Regions from separate parts of the Zea mays genome. Here region 1 is linked to region 2. Evidence: chromatin contacts called from public Hi-C data. All regions are on one chromosome and are shown on one strand. The core of a region is the stretch at or near the end of the contact, and the rest is flanking DNA. Distances in the headings are between cores, read along the strand shown.

Region 1 (5,098 bases), core at 2,472-4,971, 83 kb after region 2:
CAAGAGTAACAAGCTGTAGACTTTCGCTTGACCAAGAGAAGCCTAATGCAAGTGGTGTGTGCTCTAGGTGGCTCTCGCTAGCGCTAATGAGATCCAAATGCGGGATTAAGATTATCTAATCTCCTCACTAGGCTTTTGGTGCTTGCAATGCTCTTTCAATGTGTAGGAATTAATGTGGGCAGCAAGACATTGAATATGGTGGGTGGAAGGGGTATAAATAGTCCTCACCCACCAACTTACAAGCAATGTTCTGCGCATGGGCGCACCGGACAGTCCGGTGCACCACCGGTGCGCCAACGGTCGACTCCAACGGCTAGTTCTAACAGCTAGCCGTTGGGCTGATGGCACACCAGACAGTGAACAGTCACTGTTCGGTGAACACCGGACAATCCGGTGCACTGTCCGGTGCGCTGTCCGGTGCGCCACTAAAAATCCACTCGGGAACCTTGCGCTCTCGGGTTTCTGAGTGGGGAAACCCTTCCCCTGGGCCAGCCTGACCCCACCTGGCAGAGGGCGCACCGGACAGTCCGGTGCACACCGGACAGTCCGGTGCCCCAAGGCCAGAAACCCTATTTTCTATTTTCCGCTGTTTTTCAAATTGGTTTTCGTTCTAACTTGTGAGTATGTTCTAGAGTGTCACCTAGCACTATATGTGAGTGTGAATATGCACCAACACTACACTACAACTCTCTTGGTCAAACTATTCATCGACAACCCCTCTTTATAGTACAACTAAAACAAAATAAAAGACCTAACTAAATTCCGAGTGTCCGCAACTCCTTGACACTCGGACTACGTAGACCTTCACTTTGTGTTTCGTCGCTTTAGCCGTCGCTTCAAGTTCTTCTCTCTGGGATTGTTTTCACCGTTGTATTACTTCTACCTGTAATGCGACCTAACTTACCATTTGTCTCTGCAAAACACACGTTAGTCACATATAACATTACGTTGTCATTAATCACTATAACCAACCAGGGGCCTAGATGCTTTCAGTAGGAAAAAAGTGCCTTTTGGACTTGGTTTAGGCCAGTTCAGGAACTCTATTGAAGATATTTGCAAGAGTTGAGTTTTCACACTTAGTCAAATGGATTATGTACTAATGATATTTGTCTAAGTCGTAGGGAAGCTCCTAAGAATAGTAAAAAAAGGATTGAAGAAGATAAACTCAAAAGAGTCTTACTTGGGCTGTTATAGGCCTCACCGAACCGGTTCGGTGGTGCAACGAACCGGATTTGCAGATGTCTGAAACTCAGGCACTGGGAGACCTCGTGCATTGGACCGGGTCCGTGTGCATCAGACCGCCTGTAGGACTGAACTTTGAAGTCTCGGGATTTTATTTATAAAAATTACCGGACCTTCTAAGTAGCCGGTCTTTGCAACGACTATTTCCTGCGGGCGCACGCTGACCAACGACTAGTTGACGTGGCACCTAGTCTGATGGTGCACCGAACCGGTCTGGTGCCAGTCAGCTAAAGAAGGTGCTCAGTCAGATCTTGGGAGAGGTGCTACTATTCCTGGTCCAGTGACGCACTGGTCTGGGCTGGTGCCCCCCAAGACAACATCTTCTGCATGGAAGGGGCAACAGCTATGGGGGATCTTTGGGCTATAAAAGGATCCCTTAGTCGGCCTCCTTCGGTACCTCAAGGATACCAAGAGCACTTGATCACCCCGACATTCTGCCACAAACACATTCAAGCGATTTTAATGAGATCCGAGCGCAGTTTTGAGGTGTTCTTGTTATTTTGTGTGATTACGCTCTTGTGATCTTGGTTCTTGTTTTGTGTGGTTGCTTTAGGCTCTTGTGTGTACTCTCTCATCTCTCTTGTGATGTGCTTTGAGTTGTAACTCTTATTTTTGCATACGACTGCAAGAAACTCAAATTTATGGAGATTCCTTACGAGCGGAATATTATTGGTATAAAGAAGACCGTGACACTCAAGTAGATTATTGGATCACTTGAGAGAGTTTGAGTGCAACCCTTGGGGTGTGACTGATATTAAGAGTTGGTATAAATGACTTTCAAATAATTTGGTTGTATAATTTAGACATAGTATTAAATAATTTGACTGTGATGAAAATTTGATTAAATACACGTGTGCTGTGCTAAATACAATTTAAATTGTGCAGCATTGAATGCCAATAATTATACTTAAATTAAAAATGATTTAATCCAATGAAATTAAGTTTATACAAGATGAAATACCTATTTGTACAATAGGACATAATAGAATACTACGATTGATTCATAACACAATAATGTTAGTCTCAAGTTAATTCTACATGTAGTTATGGTCCTAACAACTTCTAGAGGTGGCCACCCTATCGTTGACTGTATCATAGATGTGCACAATCAAAGTAAATAAAAATTATTCTGTTTTTCCATACTAAGATATAGCATTTTCTATCTATTATATCTAAGAACATCTTACAAATCTTAATATAATTGTCTATAGCAAAAGAGAACCCGTTAGTTTGACAAGCTATCGTGTATTATACTTCCTTTATTATAAATTATTTTTTAATATTTTATATATAGCTTTGTCTATGCACTTAGATAGACAATATATCTATAAATAATAAAAATAATATATCTAGAACAACTAAGATATTTATAATTTATAATGAAGAGAGTATTTTTAAAATATATCAGTCTTTATTGATGGTGAAACATAATTTAGGCCATGTTTTATGAAGTCTTCGTCTAAGGTTGTCTCTACTGAATATCTACTGAATAGTGGAAAATAGAGGATTGTATTGTAAATGACACTATTTACGGAATTAAGTTTAAAATAGCGGATATAATAGAGAATGTGACAGTGCCGAGGGGAGTTGACTTCCACCCATTGCTATAGTAGCCGTGGTAGCCAGTGAACAAAAAGAGAGAAAAACTTCGTGAACCTTGGCACTATGGCGTTAAAAATACAACAAAAGATGAAGAAATTCTATCGAAGACGACTTTAGTCATTGGTAATATTCAGGTCTCATTTGATATGGTTCTAACAACTCTGGCGTCTTTTTATAGTGTGCATAGAAACTAGTGAAAACAAAAGCAGTGGCTTCATGAACTTCTAGTATATTTGAGAGATGCGAGATACAAAAGTTCCTTACAGTAGCTCATCTATTGCATACATCATTTATAATAAATAATATGAAACTACAATCACGTAGCACATGCTCCTCACGCTGGATTATTCTATATTTGCCTACTTTGTTTTACCTTCTGGCATGAGAATCGGCTTCTGACACCCAATTGTTTCGCTTCTTAGTTTGTTTATGTAAGAATCGATTCAATAAAAATCACTTAAATCAAAATAAATGTAAATCGAGTCGTTCAGAGGAGAGAAATTTGTCGTTTTCTAACCTCTAAAACGTGAACATACAGACTTCATGTTCCTCAACACGTAAGCCTAATGATATCTAGATTATTATGACAACTAGATTATATCAGAATTTAGATTAAAAACTCTTAGAACTAGTTTGAGAAATCTATTGAGAAAATAAGGTTCCCAAACTAGTCCTTAACCAAAAAAAAAAAAAACTGTCAACAGACCCATTATTCCACTGCCCAGTCCCCATCCCGGTTCCGGGCCAGTTGGCCAGTTGCCAGACTTCTCAGTTCTCACACATTCATCGCGCCGCTTCTGAGCCTGGTCACACAGATTCGCACTGTACATAGCGAGACAGCAGAAGCCAAGGAAGCTGAGAGAGCAGAGAATGCTCTATAGTTCAGACTAGAAAGAAAAGCAGTGCAGGGCCACAGGGGAAGAGGGAGCCCCGCCCAAGATCGCAAAGGCAAAGTGGCAGACAACCATGGAGGTGGAGCCACCACCAGCTGCCGCGGTCGCTGTAGCAGCAGCGCTTCTGAAATGCCGCGGCAACGGTGGCGGCGGGGAGCCAACTCTCGAGGCCTTCGGTAAGGCGCGGTCGAGGAGCCCGAGCAGCGCGGCCGCCGCGGGGCCTCCACAAGAACCGGACGGCACCCCCGGCCCTAGTCGCCGCCGCGGGGAGGAGGAGGAGTCGCTGCGGCGCGGGCTCGCGGCTGCTCAGGCGCGGGCACGGGCGCGGCGGAAGGCGGGGCACGCCACGCCGTCGCCGTCCTGGAAGCTGGAGCCGTCGCCGCCGCGGCCGGAGGATGAGGCGCTGGCGGAGGCGGATTCGGGAGCGGGGAGGAGGGGCGCGCCGGCCGCGTCGGCGCGGCAGCTGGGCGCCACCTTGTGGGAGATCCAAGACGTCATCCGGGCCACCGGCGCGGGCCGACGGATCCGACGCCGCGGGCGGAGGGCGCCCACCGCGGATGCGGATCGGGTATGAACTTTGCCATCCGCGTCGCTTTTTTCCGGTCAACTTGATGACGCTAGTGGTCAGCTTGATGTCTGTATGCGTGCATCATCTAATGCTTCTCTTTCCACCTTTTTCTGGGTTTCTTGGATCTCGTCGTTCGATCTTGCGTCAAATGACTCAAATAACGCTTCCTTTTAGTCCCTAATAAAAAAAATCTTTGGTGGATTAGCAGCTATTATGTGTCCGTTCCCTTGTGTGGTTAACATTAGCTGTTTTCAGTGCTTTCCAGTATTGCTAAATATTACTACATGCCTTTCATTGACAAACTGACAGCATCAGATAGAATGCAAGAGTGGGTTATGGAGCATCTCCCTCCTTCCATATATATTCCACAATGTACATCATCATCGGTCCTTCTATCAGAAACAGTTCGATACTCATAGTCTACCGCTAAGCACTCTGTAGTTCGATTGTAGTTTGGTAGTGTGCTGTTAAGTCTTGGTTGTAAGTTGCATTTTTTTTTTTAAAAAAATCTTCTTCTCCACCTACTTTTGTTGAATTTTCAGAGCGAGCAAGTAAATGCAGCCATAAAAGCTGAATCCTTGTTTTGTGATAGTATTGTCTGTACGACCCTTGCAATTGAGTATTTTCTGGTACTCGTTTGACTTATGTTGTACTGGATATATGGTTGATCTGTAGGTTGCCACTGTACAGTGCTGTTCCTATTCCGGCTTTTTGTTGCGTGGGTGATGCACCATGATTTTCTGTTGAGCAGTAAAAACTAAATATAATTATTTTGTGGCAGTGGTATAGAAAA
Region 2 (4,814 bases), core at 2,018-4,517:
GTCCGGTGGTGCACCGGACAGTCCGGTGCGCCAGACCAGGGCTGCCTTCGGTTATCCCTTGCTCTCTTTTGTTGAACCCATTTCTTGGTCTTTTTATTGGCTAAGTGTGAACCTTTGGCACCTGTATAACTTATACACTAGAGCAAACTAGTTAGTCCAATTATTTGTGTTGGGCAATTCAACCACCAAAATCATTTAGTAAATAGGTGTAAGCCTAATTCCCTTTCAACATTCTGATTACTCTAGTTATCTAACTTTTTATGTGGGCTGAGTTAAATGACTTATTTAATAAATACGATGACAAATTTGGTTCTGTGAGGTTGCAGATGCCTTCAAATGCTACCCCTGGTGAAGGTGCGAGCAAATATGCTTGGGATTTGGTGTTTGGTGGTGTTGCTGATTGCATTGGTACTAGTTCTTCAATGGGACTAGGTGATGGTCAAGGTGCCTTTGGTGCCAATTATTCCTATGGTCTTGCTACTGGTTCTAGCCTTGGTCCTGAAATCTCAAGAAGAACATCAGCTACTGCTTTGCTTCATGCAAAAAGTACTTGCAACTTATCTGGATAGTGGCACTATTTAGAAGTTTGATGATGACTTCAATCTCCTAGACTGGTGGCATGATCATAAACTCACATGTCTAGTAGTTTGAATCTTAGCTAAAGATATAATTTTTGTTCTTGTCTCTTCTGTGAGTTCAGAAACGGCGTTTAGTCTTGTAGGTAGGGTCATCGAGGAGTGGTGACGTCGACTCGGCTCGGTAATGGTGGAGATGCTTTCTTTGCTCAAGGACTAGGAGGCAGCTGATGCAAGGATGAAGCACACAACAGAAGATAAAACCCTGGAGGGGTCCTTCAAAGATCGGTTCCTTGATTAATATGTTATGTGCTTGATTGTGCCATGTGCATATGTAACTGAGCTACTGAAGTATGCCCTATGAACACTGTGATGAACTAAGTGATGAAAGTATGAAAATAATGAGTTGGGTTGTACTCTTTTCCTATCTAGGGTTTCTCACGAGGTGTGAGTTTTACCTAGATAGGTTTTAACGAGGCAGCCATTGCACCAGTTCAAAATTATTAATATGTGTTATGTGAATTGTGATGATCTAATTTGTGATGATCTGATATGTGATGATGAGTATTGCCTAATCTGAGATCTGATATGTAATGATGAGTGGCTACGTGAGACATGACAAAATATTTGAGACATTGCAAATCTATCAGTATTCTTTTTGTTTGTGCCTGACCTACCTAAACAGTAGGCACGAATACTGGCTGCAATAATATCAAATTGTATGCCTTGAGGGACTATAAAGTTAAGGATGAATATGAATACCTGGATATCCAAATCATCTGTATTTGTATTCGTTAAAATGATAATATGGATATTTGTATTCGTATTTGAATTTAATGTCGATGTCAATTGAATGTATCTGAATTCGATGTCTAATATTTTTCTCTATCTGTTCCGTATTCAATTAGAAAACTTGGAGAGATTGGAAGCTTTGAATGTGTCTTGGAATGGATTGCTAGCTCTTGTATTGAATGTGTATGAGTGGAGTGCTTGGATGTTATGAATGGAGGTGGTTGGAGTTGTATATATAGCCTCCAACCACTTCCTAGCCGTTGCTTCTTTTCTGCCGACCGCGGACGGTCCGCGCCCCTGGTCCGGACAGTCCGTCCCTGCACATCAACGCTGAAATCGCAACAGTCAGCAGTAACAGGTATAGAGCATTTAATGTGTCGTCAGATGTCAGATAAATCAGTCGCGGACGGTCCGCGAAGACGCTAAAAATGAATTTTAGCGAATCCGTCACCTTCGGGTTTTTCTGGTTTTACAATGACTGGACGGTCCGCGCCTGAGGTCGACGGTCCGCGCTTCTCACGTACATGAAATCAAAACTGACGTTCCAGGAGGCTCTGCGCGGGGGTGTGGGGGGCTTGGCCGGTGACCAGGGGCACTCTTCGGTGGCCACCTCTCGCTTGGGTTGGGCATCACGCACACTGGGAGCTAGGCTCGGCCGTGTCGCGCGGGGCTGCCGAGGGGAGGGAAGGGGATGCGGCAAGGGGCTCAGCCAGGGGTGGCTGGGCCTAGGGAGAGGGAGGCTCTACGACTACACGACGAAGAAAACAAGAACGAAAAGGACCAACAATAGAGGAAGGGCTCACCGGAGAAAAAAACCTCGTCGCAGCCAAGGAGAAAAACACGGATTGGGTACGAACCGTCGGTCGGATCGACGAATCGAAGGCATCGGGACGAAGCTCTCGGTGAGACGAACACAACGGTACCCTCGGATTCCACCGACGACGCACGGATCGAAAGTAATTGCTCGCCATCGGAGTTGGAACCGCTCCGAACTTCGTCGAGCAATTCCGAGAGCCGGGAATTGAATATGAGGAAAACGTTTTGTGATTCGGAATGTGCTCGACGAGGAGAAGTCGGGAATATATATATAGTTGGGGTTCGGACAAGATGAAAATTCGGGTCAAATTCGTTTTTTTTAATTCAGAAAAGCCTAGAAATCCATATTTTGTGCTCAAAAAACTATAGATGCTTCCAATAATTCTAAAAAAATCCTAGAAATGTTTTGGCACCTAATGAACTCAAAAAACATATTTATAGTTTCTAAAAACATTTTAAGTATCTCAAATAAATAGATTTTAGTTTCCGGAGAATAGAAAAATACTCCGAAAAATATAAAATCTACCGAGAGCTTCTATAGGATATACTAACATGTTTTAAACACATTTTGCACTTAGAAACACCGTGCAACTGCATGAATGCAACAACCAAATCGTCTTTAGGGCTCATTCCACTATGTTTACGCCAATATAAAACAAAATATTTCTCTATTTTTGGAAAAAAAGAAGTAAAGCAAAGAGATGAGAGAATACCATCTGAATTTGGTGTATATTAGGAAAGAAATTTTATACCCCAAATTTAGGGTGTTACGAGGGCCCAACTCTCCTCTCTCCTAGCTCGTTCTAATCTCTAGACGTTTGTGTTCCTGCATCTTGACTGGCACCTAGGTTGGGTTAGGGTCAAGGGAGTCGCAGAGAGGGCTTCAGGTTATATACCCCTGCTCCGGAGAGTTCGCCCCGGTGTTTGGCTGGCTAGATATGGATTTTCCACCACCGACATCATGTTCAGTTCGTAACGAACGTGATGAGGAAGAATATGTTGTGCACACGGACCCACATATCAGCCGCTTGGTCGAGAGCCCGCGTCCAAGGAGAAAACGAGTTGGACGGGAGTGGTCTGGTTATTTGCCAAGGGGGACGCGAGGTGTGGATTTGAAACTGGCCCGACGAGGTGGAATGCGGCCCAGGCGACAATTAAGTTCACTTTCCCTTTTTTCTTTTTCTTTTAGTTTGTTTTCTATGTTAGCTTCTCATTTCAAAATCCTATTTCAAATTTCCAATCTGAGTTTAAAGTTTCTATTCAAATTATTATGCACAACATAAAACTCCAACATGGTAATGAAAAGATTTTTATTTTATTTGAATATATAATTAGCCACATGCTTTAAAACATAATTCACGTACACGTATCTTATTTAATAAGACACTCTTTTGGAATTCTAAAATTCAGAATTCATTACTTATTTCCTTTAACATGAATTATTTTAATCCAAATACTTTTAAAGAGTACTTTACTTATATAGTTATAAAGGGAAATATACTTTATGAAGGAAATCATTGTTAGAATCTAAGTTTTAGTTTCAAAATTTTAATCTAAGTTTTGCACCCAAACTTTAATGTTAGGCCCCGTTTGTTTCCTTTCATTTTAAAGGAATTGGAATCTTACTATTGTAATAGGCTATTTTTTTAGAATGTGACTGTCGGTGTTTTGGGTCCGACCGCACACCTGGGGTTGCCCCTCGAGGTGTTTTTAGGAGTAGGACGGTGTCGACAATTGTAGCAAAATGATTCGTGCCGATTGCACGAGGGACAGTGGACAGGGTTTACAGGTTCGGGCCGCTTAGAGATGCATAACACTCTACGTCCTGGTGAGTATGCTTGGTGGATAAGGTTACAAAAGAGCTCTCTGGATTAAGAATGCAGAGAGTTGATGTAGGCGGCTAAGTAATAGTGTCGATCGTTCTGAAGGGGTGCCTCCTAGGCCTTATATACTCGACCGTGGGGCAATACATGTGGATATGATAACAACGAGTAGCTAAAAGATAGTGAACTGCTTGAGTTCATCTCCATGTAGTTCTGCCGACTTATCCTCGCATGGCTCCGTTGCATGGGGGCTCCAGCGCGGGAAAGTCGGATTTCTGTTGCGGTCACTCGCTCGACGTTGCGGGTCGTCCGGGTTTGCACCAATCCAGCCTCATGTCGATCTGCTTTGCTGGTTGTCTCTCCTCAGGCCACGAAAGAATGACCTTACGATTTATTGGGCCCTTGGGCCTTTCGTGAGGTCTTTTACTCTTTTAGTGGACCCGGGGGATATCTATCCCCCACAAGCCCCCGATCTTTGGGTTAATTTAGAGGTAATCAGCCCAAAGATCCGAGGTCCAGCTTGCAGGTGATTTGAAGAAAATGACTTCCTGTTGTCTTCTCCTGCTTTGATCACTCGTAGACCGAAGCCTAGTTTCGTGCTTGTGCCTTAGAAGTCGGCATTTCAATTTGTAGGATTCTGAACTTCATTGGGTGCACCGGAGGTGCACCCAATGGGTGTAGCCCCCGAGCTTCGAGTAGATTTTTAGAAAACAATCTGCTCGAAGGTCTTCCCCAGAAATTATTTCCATTAGTACTCCTGCGTTTTGGTTGAAGGTTGGCCTTTTAATCTTGTCCCGCGCCTTAGAAG

Evidence for each region. Hi-C and Micro-C count contacts between places; a contact is called where the count stands out from the background.
Region 1: a Hi-C map of tassel shows a contact between it and region 2, with 4 times the contacts expected there. The contact joins the promoter of LOC100278907 here to the enhancer-like site in region 2. A contact is called at or near these places in 3 of 25 Hi-C or Micro-C datasets (ear, leaf and tassel).

What each region holds. Positions count from the first base shown.
Region 1 is chr6:117,449,587-117,454,684 of Zm-B73-REFERENCE-NAM-5.0, forward strand. LOC100278907 reads left to right here and starts at 3,722. Exons shown (of 3, transcript NM_001360922.1): 1 at 3,722-4,305. The coding sequence starts at 3,811.
Region 2 is chr6:117,367,499-117,372,312 of Zm-B73-REFERENCE-NAM-5.0, forward strand. No RefSeq gene overlaps it. Among protein-coding and RNA genes, the nearest start is that of LOC109940358, 67 kb to the left of the region's middle. Within about 2 kb of position 3,268, at least 16 of the 20 cell types and tissues checked have an H3K27ac peak or open chromatin away from gene starts, as enhancers often do. A contact at or near this core is called in ear, leaf and tassel, where this site is marked.